Linked DNA regions of Salmo salar: region 1 is linked to region 2. A link is a contact called in public Hi-C data. All regions are on one chromosome and are shown on one strand. The core of a region is the stretch at or near the end of the contact, and the rest is flanking DNA. Distances in the headings are between cores, read along the strand shown.

What was found. A called contact is a pair of places that touch in the nucleus more often than the background predicts.
Region 1: a Hi-C map of gill shows a contact between it and region 2, with 2.7 times the contacts expected there. The contact joins the promoter of LOC106574126 here to the enhancer-like site in region 2. A contact is called at or near these places in 2 of 3 Hi-C or Micro-C datasets (gill and muscle).

The regions. Positions count from the first base shown.
Region 1 is chrssa16:51,410,149-51,413,773 of Ssal_v3.1, reverse strand. It overlaps LOC106574126 (profilin-2), which reads left to right and starts at 1,363. Exons shown (of 3, transcript XM_014149743.2): 1 at 1,363-1,682. The coding sequence starts at 1,554.
Region 2 is chrssa16:51,338,521-51,341,791 of Ssal_v3.1, reverse strand. The region is part of intron 3 of rnf13 (ring finger protein 13); the gene reads right to left. Among protein-coding and RNA genes, the nearest start is that of rnf13, 23 kb to the right of the region's middle. Within about 2 kb of position 1,976, at least 3 of the 13 cell types and tissues checked have an H3K27ac peak or open chromatin away from gene starts, as enhancers often do. A contact at or near this core is called in gill, where this site is marked.

The sequences.
Region 1 (3,625 bases), core at 114-2,613, 73 kb before region 2:
AGCGTCTCCACTTGTTTTTTGGCCTTCCCTGCCTGAACATATTACTTAGAACCTTTGTATCAATATGTGACAAGTACATGAACATTGAACTCAGCAAAACAAACCACACCTCTGAAGTAAATAGTCCCAACAACAGGGCAATATCATGCAAATTCTCAGGGTGCAAAGTGTTTGGATTGGATGAATTGCACAAGGGGTAAGGGGTAGAGTCATGGGTAATAACTCAGCCAAAGGAGAGAGAGGGCCAAGGGATGAATGAATCATCCTAGGTAATATATATATATTTTTAAAGATCAGAGACAATGGTCACATTCTGCCTCTCTGGGGAAATGAAATGATGCCTACACTCAGATAATGTTCTTTTTTTTTAAGAGCAAGTCGATGAGAACATGTGGAAAGAGGTTAGCCTGGTCCCTGATGTGTTTGTGCTATCATCAACTTGCCATGACAATGAGAGACAATGGGTTGACAAGATAGAACAAAGATCTGGGACCTGGCTAGAAAGAGGTTGCTCTGTTTACCACTTTCCCACTTTTTTTGTTTGTTGTTGTTATATGCTACATACAGCTTCTGAGAAAATGCCGAACATCTATTCTATCATGCTGTACCCATGCAGATGGCGATTAACAAACGGAATAAACATCTACTCCAATATTGTTACACCCTGAGTGAGTTAATATGTAACCAACAGGTGTCTTTATTCTGTACACAACATTTATTGTAATAGGCGTCACACTGGTCTGACCTGCCACCAGAATTTATGCTAGTTCAATCACATGCATTAAATGTCTCCAAATATGGCGACCTCTATTTTCTAATAAAGTGGAGCTAAATAGGCTAGTTTGGGATCTCAGACTTGTTTGTTGTAAAATAAGTAACATTGCAAACGGACTAATTGTAGACTGACTAACTGTCTAACACAAATTAAATGTCACTATTGCATGCTTTCAATCTTAAATATCTGACAAATTATCGCACAAGAATCTGACGAGGATCATTGATGATATATATATGCCATCAATTGAATAGAAATTCCAATGACATACTTTGATTCATAAAGGACATCGTGGCGGGAAAAGAAGGACTATGTCATATGAAAAAATTAAGTCTGTCACTGGTCAGAAGGAGCATATGGCTTGTGTAAAATACCACATAAGATTGACTTACAAAACGATTTAAAAAAAAAAAAAATTCAGCATATTGACAAATTTGTAAAAATATAAAAATAAAATAGATACCACACCGTACAAATCATTCTTAGGAACACTCGTTTTATTCATCCGCGACAACCGACGATTTGCAATAAAGTTCAGCCTAACAACGACTGGGCGGAGTGATTTATTGAAGGACTACACCCAACCCGTTTGCTGTGAGGCTTCTCTTCTTCAGACCCAGAAGAAAGCGGGGACGTGACGGAGCTGGGGAATTGTTGGGAGACTACAAAATCACCGAAAATACAGCTTATAATACCATCACTGTTGCTCCAGCGTACCTGTCACATATATATTTTTTTTATTAAATATATATATCCACATTTGAACTAATACGCAAGTATGTCCTGGCAAGGCTACGTGGATAACCTGATGGCCGATGGCAGCTGCCAGGACTCCGCCATTGTTGGGTATACGGACGCCAAATATGTCTGGGCATCGTTTCCCGGTGGTACATTTGTTAACATAACGGTAAGGACATTTTTTTTAAAATAATAATTTAAAAGACTAATCTACGAACTCGGTAAATGCCGGTATTTTAGTCTGTTTAAATATGGGAGTTGGGCCCTGCCTAAAGGGGAAAGCCCCAGACGGAACGGGCTCTAGACAGGCAGCATGTGTTAGCTAGTTACGCTAGCGAGTTAACTAACACATGCTATCCGGTGTTTTTCGGTAGAGTTATTAAGACTTGTCACATGGTTATTTGAAATATCAGTGAATAGGTTTAGGACCACAAACTATATTAAATTTAGTTGTGGTCTAGCAAGTTAACTGTTAACGTTAACCAGCTGACTGACACATTTAACTAGTTATCAACACATTAGCCAGGCTATTTGGCGTCTGTTAGCATAGGTAACTCCCCACATTAAGCCTTAAAGTGTGCGTTAGGAAAACGTGTTACCACAAATGTTAAATTGAAACCAGTTTCCCTGTTATGTCTAGCCGGCAATGCGGGCTTTGGGAGGAGCGGCGGTGAAAAATGGCACTCTCTCAGGTCATCCAGATCCGAAAGTGATTAGGCGAAGTTGGCGGATCATTGCGCTGCATTCATATGTTAAATGTACAATTGTAGACTCCGCGGAGTTCGTAAATGCATTTGTGAATCAGGCCCTCGCTGCAATGCTGCCGCCCCTTTTAATTTCCCAAGATGGCGCCGCCTCTGCCTGCTTTTATTCATTTTTTTGACCCTTCCAGTCTACGCAAGTAATCGTATGGGAACTTAAATTATATGCACCAGCTCGAAGCACATTGGTCGTTGTACAACAATATACTATTAGTTTGGACGTTTTTTTTTTTAAGCTAACATTGCATTATTCCTGGTCATTCATGAACCCTCCATTTTGTTAGTTAGCAAGCATGGAAATTAACTATTTTAGCAAGGATTGCCTGTGTTGTCAATTTCCAGATTGCAGCATTTAAATAAACGCGCGTACAGGAGGACATTTCTTCCGTAGTTTCCGTCGGGATCGTAGTTGGATGCATGCTAGCTCAATAAAACATGTTTTAGCTACCAAACGTTGACTATCTTTCTAGCCAGGATGGGACTGCGGCAGGATGTATGATTCCACACTCCAATTGAAATTCGCTGGTCCTGTATCGATATCCGTGTGTAATGGGGGTTAATTTTCAGTGAGCTGCTTCCTTGTCAGTATTCTAGTTAGCTGCTTTGCTAAGCTTTGGCTAGACAGTTAATCATTAGCTGGTTGGTACCCTGGGCACATTCTCATGGATGTGAAATGAACGACTTGGCACTTGCTCTGTTAAGCATATGGTCAAATGTTACAGGTTGTAGGCAAACTGTCAGTTGTCCTGTATATTGCCTCGGTGGACAGCGTTGCTCTGGTTTCAGTTAACCTCAAGGCCGTCACTGTAAATAAGAATTTGTTCTTAACTGACTTGCCTAGTTAAATAAAGGTAATAAAAAAAGTAACCTCTAGTGTTTTAGACTGACTTACAGGAGGAGGCCAGCTAGGGATGGTCTAATCTCCTAAAATACGATTCGATCAAACATGCAAAACGAAGGGGTTGCATAGTCTTAACAGTTAGTAGGTAGGTAGCCTGGCAGGGCAGGAGCGTTGGGCCAGTAACCGAAAGGTTGCTTGGTTGAATCCCCGAGCTGACAGTAAAAACCTGCCATTCTGCCCCTGAGCAATGTAGTTAACCCACTGTTCCCCAGCACCCAAAGACGTGGATGTGGATTAAGGCAGCCCCCCACACCGCTCTGATTCAGAGGGGTTTGGTTAAATGCGGAACACGCATTTCAGTTGAATGCATTGTTGTACAACTGACTTAGGTATCCCCCTTTCCCTTAGTACTGTATTAGTGTTGAAATCTAACTAGTCTTTTGACCAGCTAGAGCTACTTACTAACTGTGCCAAGGTATGGTCTACTGAGAATGCATAAATATTCAACAA
Region 2 (3,271 bases), core at 727-3,226:
CCATATAAAAGAGGAAGCATTTTGGTGCTGGAGGTGGGTTTCCTCTGACGTTTCAGCATTGACTTGACGCAGTGCTGAGAGACTTTCCACTCTGGAGGACAGCGGGACTGGATCACGCTTACCCAAACCCAACTGGATGGGGAAATCACTACCCATTTCTATCTGTAGGGCATTTACAGACAATACAGTCATCTTCCTCCTCCTGCACTGCGGGATTACCTAGTGGTCGTGAAACCTAAATCAGACTTTGATTCAAATACTATTTGAAAAATACTTGAGTGTTTTCTTTGGCCTGACAGATTATGAATATTACAATTTTGAGACTATTTGATTATGTGGTTTCATGGAACAAACTCAAATCAAGCACAGAATAAGACAGTATTTGAACCCAGGTCTATACCTAATCCCAGTCCGGAAATGTCACTAAACCCAGGTCTACACCTAATCCCAGTCCGGAAATGTCACTAAACCCAGGTCTATACCTAATCCCAGTCCGGAAATGTCACTAAACCCAGGTCTATACCTAATCCCAGTCCGTAAAATGTCACTCACGCAGACCCTGTTTATGGATTTGCTTCGGTAATAACAGAGGAAAAACAGAGGAATTATTAAATAGCCTCCAGTTTGTGCAGTTTTAAGCAGATTAAAATGAATGAATCTAAAAATCAGATTAGTAGAGAAGGTTTCATAGATACACTGCACACAGAGGAGCAGCAGCTCAACGGATTCAACTGTATTGAAGAATGGCTAAACCCCTCAATCTCATGTTACAGTGAAACTACTGAGCACATGCACACAAAGCACATACACGCACACACGCACACTAAGCACGCGCACACTAAGCACATGCACACTAAGCACACTAAGCACATGCACACTAAGCACATGCACACTAAGCAGATGACATGACAAGGATCTAACATGTAAGGTTAATTGTAGACAGCACAAAAAATGGGAACTAAACCAGCAGAGCCAAACATTTTATCTAGGAAATCAAGTAATATCGGCACCCAGAAACATATCAACTTCTCCATTTTAATGTTGATCTGTCGCATGAAATAAGGAATCAAGTGGAACATTTTTACAGGCCAAAACTGGGTTGTAATACTTGATACAGAACAATAAAGTGGTATTTTCTGAATTGGGTCTGCGTCCCAAATGGCACCCTATTCCCTATGTAGTGCCCTACTTTTGACCAGGGCCTATGGCACCCTATTCCCTATGTAGTGCCCTACTTTTGACCAGGGTCCGTGCCATTTGTGGCACATCCTAGGAGTGCCAGGCCAGGCCACTGTAACACAGTGGTATAGATAGAGGACTGGGACACGCTCAGATGAAAGTCAGGCTTCAGGATCTGACTGCATGGGTTTCAATCTCTAAGTAGGTTAAGGCTAACAAAACATTTCCCTTTGCGAACGCAAGCAGCAGTTCAAAAAACACAACGACCAGGGATTCAAATGCTCCAGCAGGGCAGAAATGTGACGAACTGACTAGTTGAAAAGGTGGCATTCTATGACTGTGTCACATTGAAAGTCACTGAGCTCTTCAGTAAGGTCATTCTACTGCCAGCGTTTGTCTATGGAGATTGCGTGGCTGTGTGCTAGATTTTATACACCTGTCAGCAACGGGTGTGGCTGAAATAGCCGAATCCACTAATTTGAAGCTGTGTCCACACACACACACACAAAAGTATGTCAGTGTTTCATTTTTCACACATTTTCCTTCCACTTGACAGAGTATTTTGTGTAGATTGTGGACCAACAAAAAAATACATCCATTTTAATCCCACTTTGTAACACAACTAAATGTGGAAAAAGTTAAGGGATGTGAATACTTTCTGAAGGCCCTGTAGCTGTGTGGAATGGAAATGGGTCAGCATGATTTTTCCCCTTTTAAAACATGTGTACATAGCCGCATCCCATCTCCAAAGCCACAGGCCGAATCCAGCTGCCCTTCAACTTCCCAGGCCACTCCCACTCCTGCATCCCGAGCCAGACATATGACAGGATATGACACAGTGCTTCCTGTCCCTGCTAAAAGCCAGTCACTGTTCCGTTAAGTTCCCCCAGGGCAATTATCTGCTGCTTTATCACTAATTGAACAAAGCCCTAGGAATCTCTCTGCATATATTTACCCCAAATAAACTGGGAAGCGACTCAGACAAATTTTTATTATCCTTCCTTAACTAATCACAGATCTGACATGACTTGATAGGGGTAAATCAGCATTTCCAGCACATAGCCTACAGCATTCTAGTCATGTTAGATTAGTGATTAGACTACCCCAAAGTAGGGAGGAATAACATATTTAAACGTAAACAGGGCCTAATCTAACACCAGTTTTTGCAACCTTGGCAGCATAAACCATCCCCAGGTCACGCTGGTATCGATGTTCAGTCTATAGTTTGTAAGAAGAGTGGAAGTGAAAGTCCGGTGCTTCGCATGAGGAACACAACATGAAAACCATTGCTTTGACCAAATTAAAAGAGGAAGGGGTGTATTCAGGGGGAATTCCTACCGATGTAGATAGAAATAGAATGAAGCTGACAGACAACAAGTCATTTTTCAACATGATACATTTCAACTAGAAAGTTCTGTTACATCCTATTGAACAGACAGGAGATTTAGCGGGAAAACCTCTGTTCGTGACACACTGTGTTCTAGAAGAGAACATCAGGACTCGGCTACATTTCTGTCACTAATATCATTGCCTTTAGTACTATTTCACCCTTGAGGGAATGGCTGGCGCACGTTCACTTCGCACACTTTCCTTTAATGATCCCAGTTGTCCCATTTGGGACACACGACTAGTCATACACTGTGCCATTTCGGGGCATGGGAGGGGTGTGGTTCCACTGAAAGAAAGCCCAGAATGAGGCCCACTGGGAAATCATGAGAGACAAGCAAGCTGGTAAGTGTCTTGTGATTCTGGGACAAGCTGCAGGCGCCATTGTAGGATGGAAAGTTTGTTCCATCAGGACTGCAATCCGTTGGGACATGGAAGCTGCTGCAGTTCATTCCTAAACATTCTTCTCTCAGTTCTTCCGTGGTTCACTAGCCTTCACAGGGACTGGAGAGGTGGAAGCCATAAGGGAATAGTAGTGGTGTTCCATAAAGCTACAATCAGCAGTTGAAACAATAACAAAGCTAGCTCACCGCCCCTGTTTTATTAAAAACGCTCAGGGGTGGTGCTGGAGAAATGTAACCACTCAAATTCATAACCAAGCTATGGATGTAAGGAGTGGCCAGCCATTATATCAAAATGATCGTTT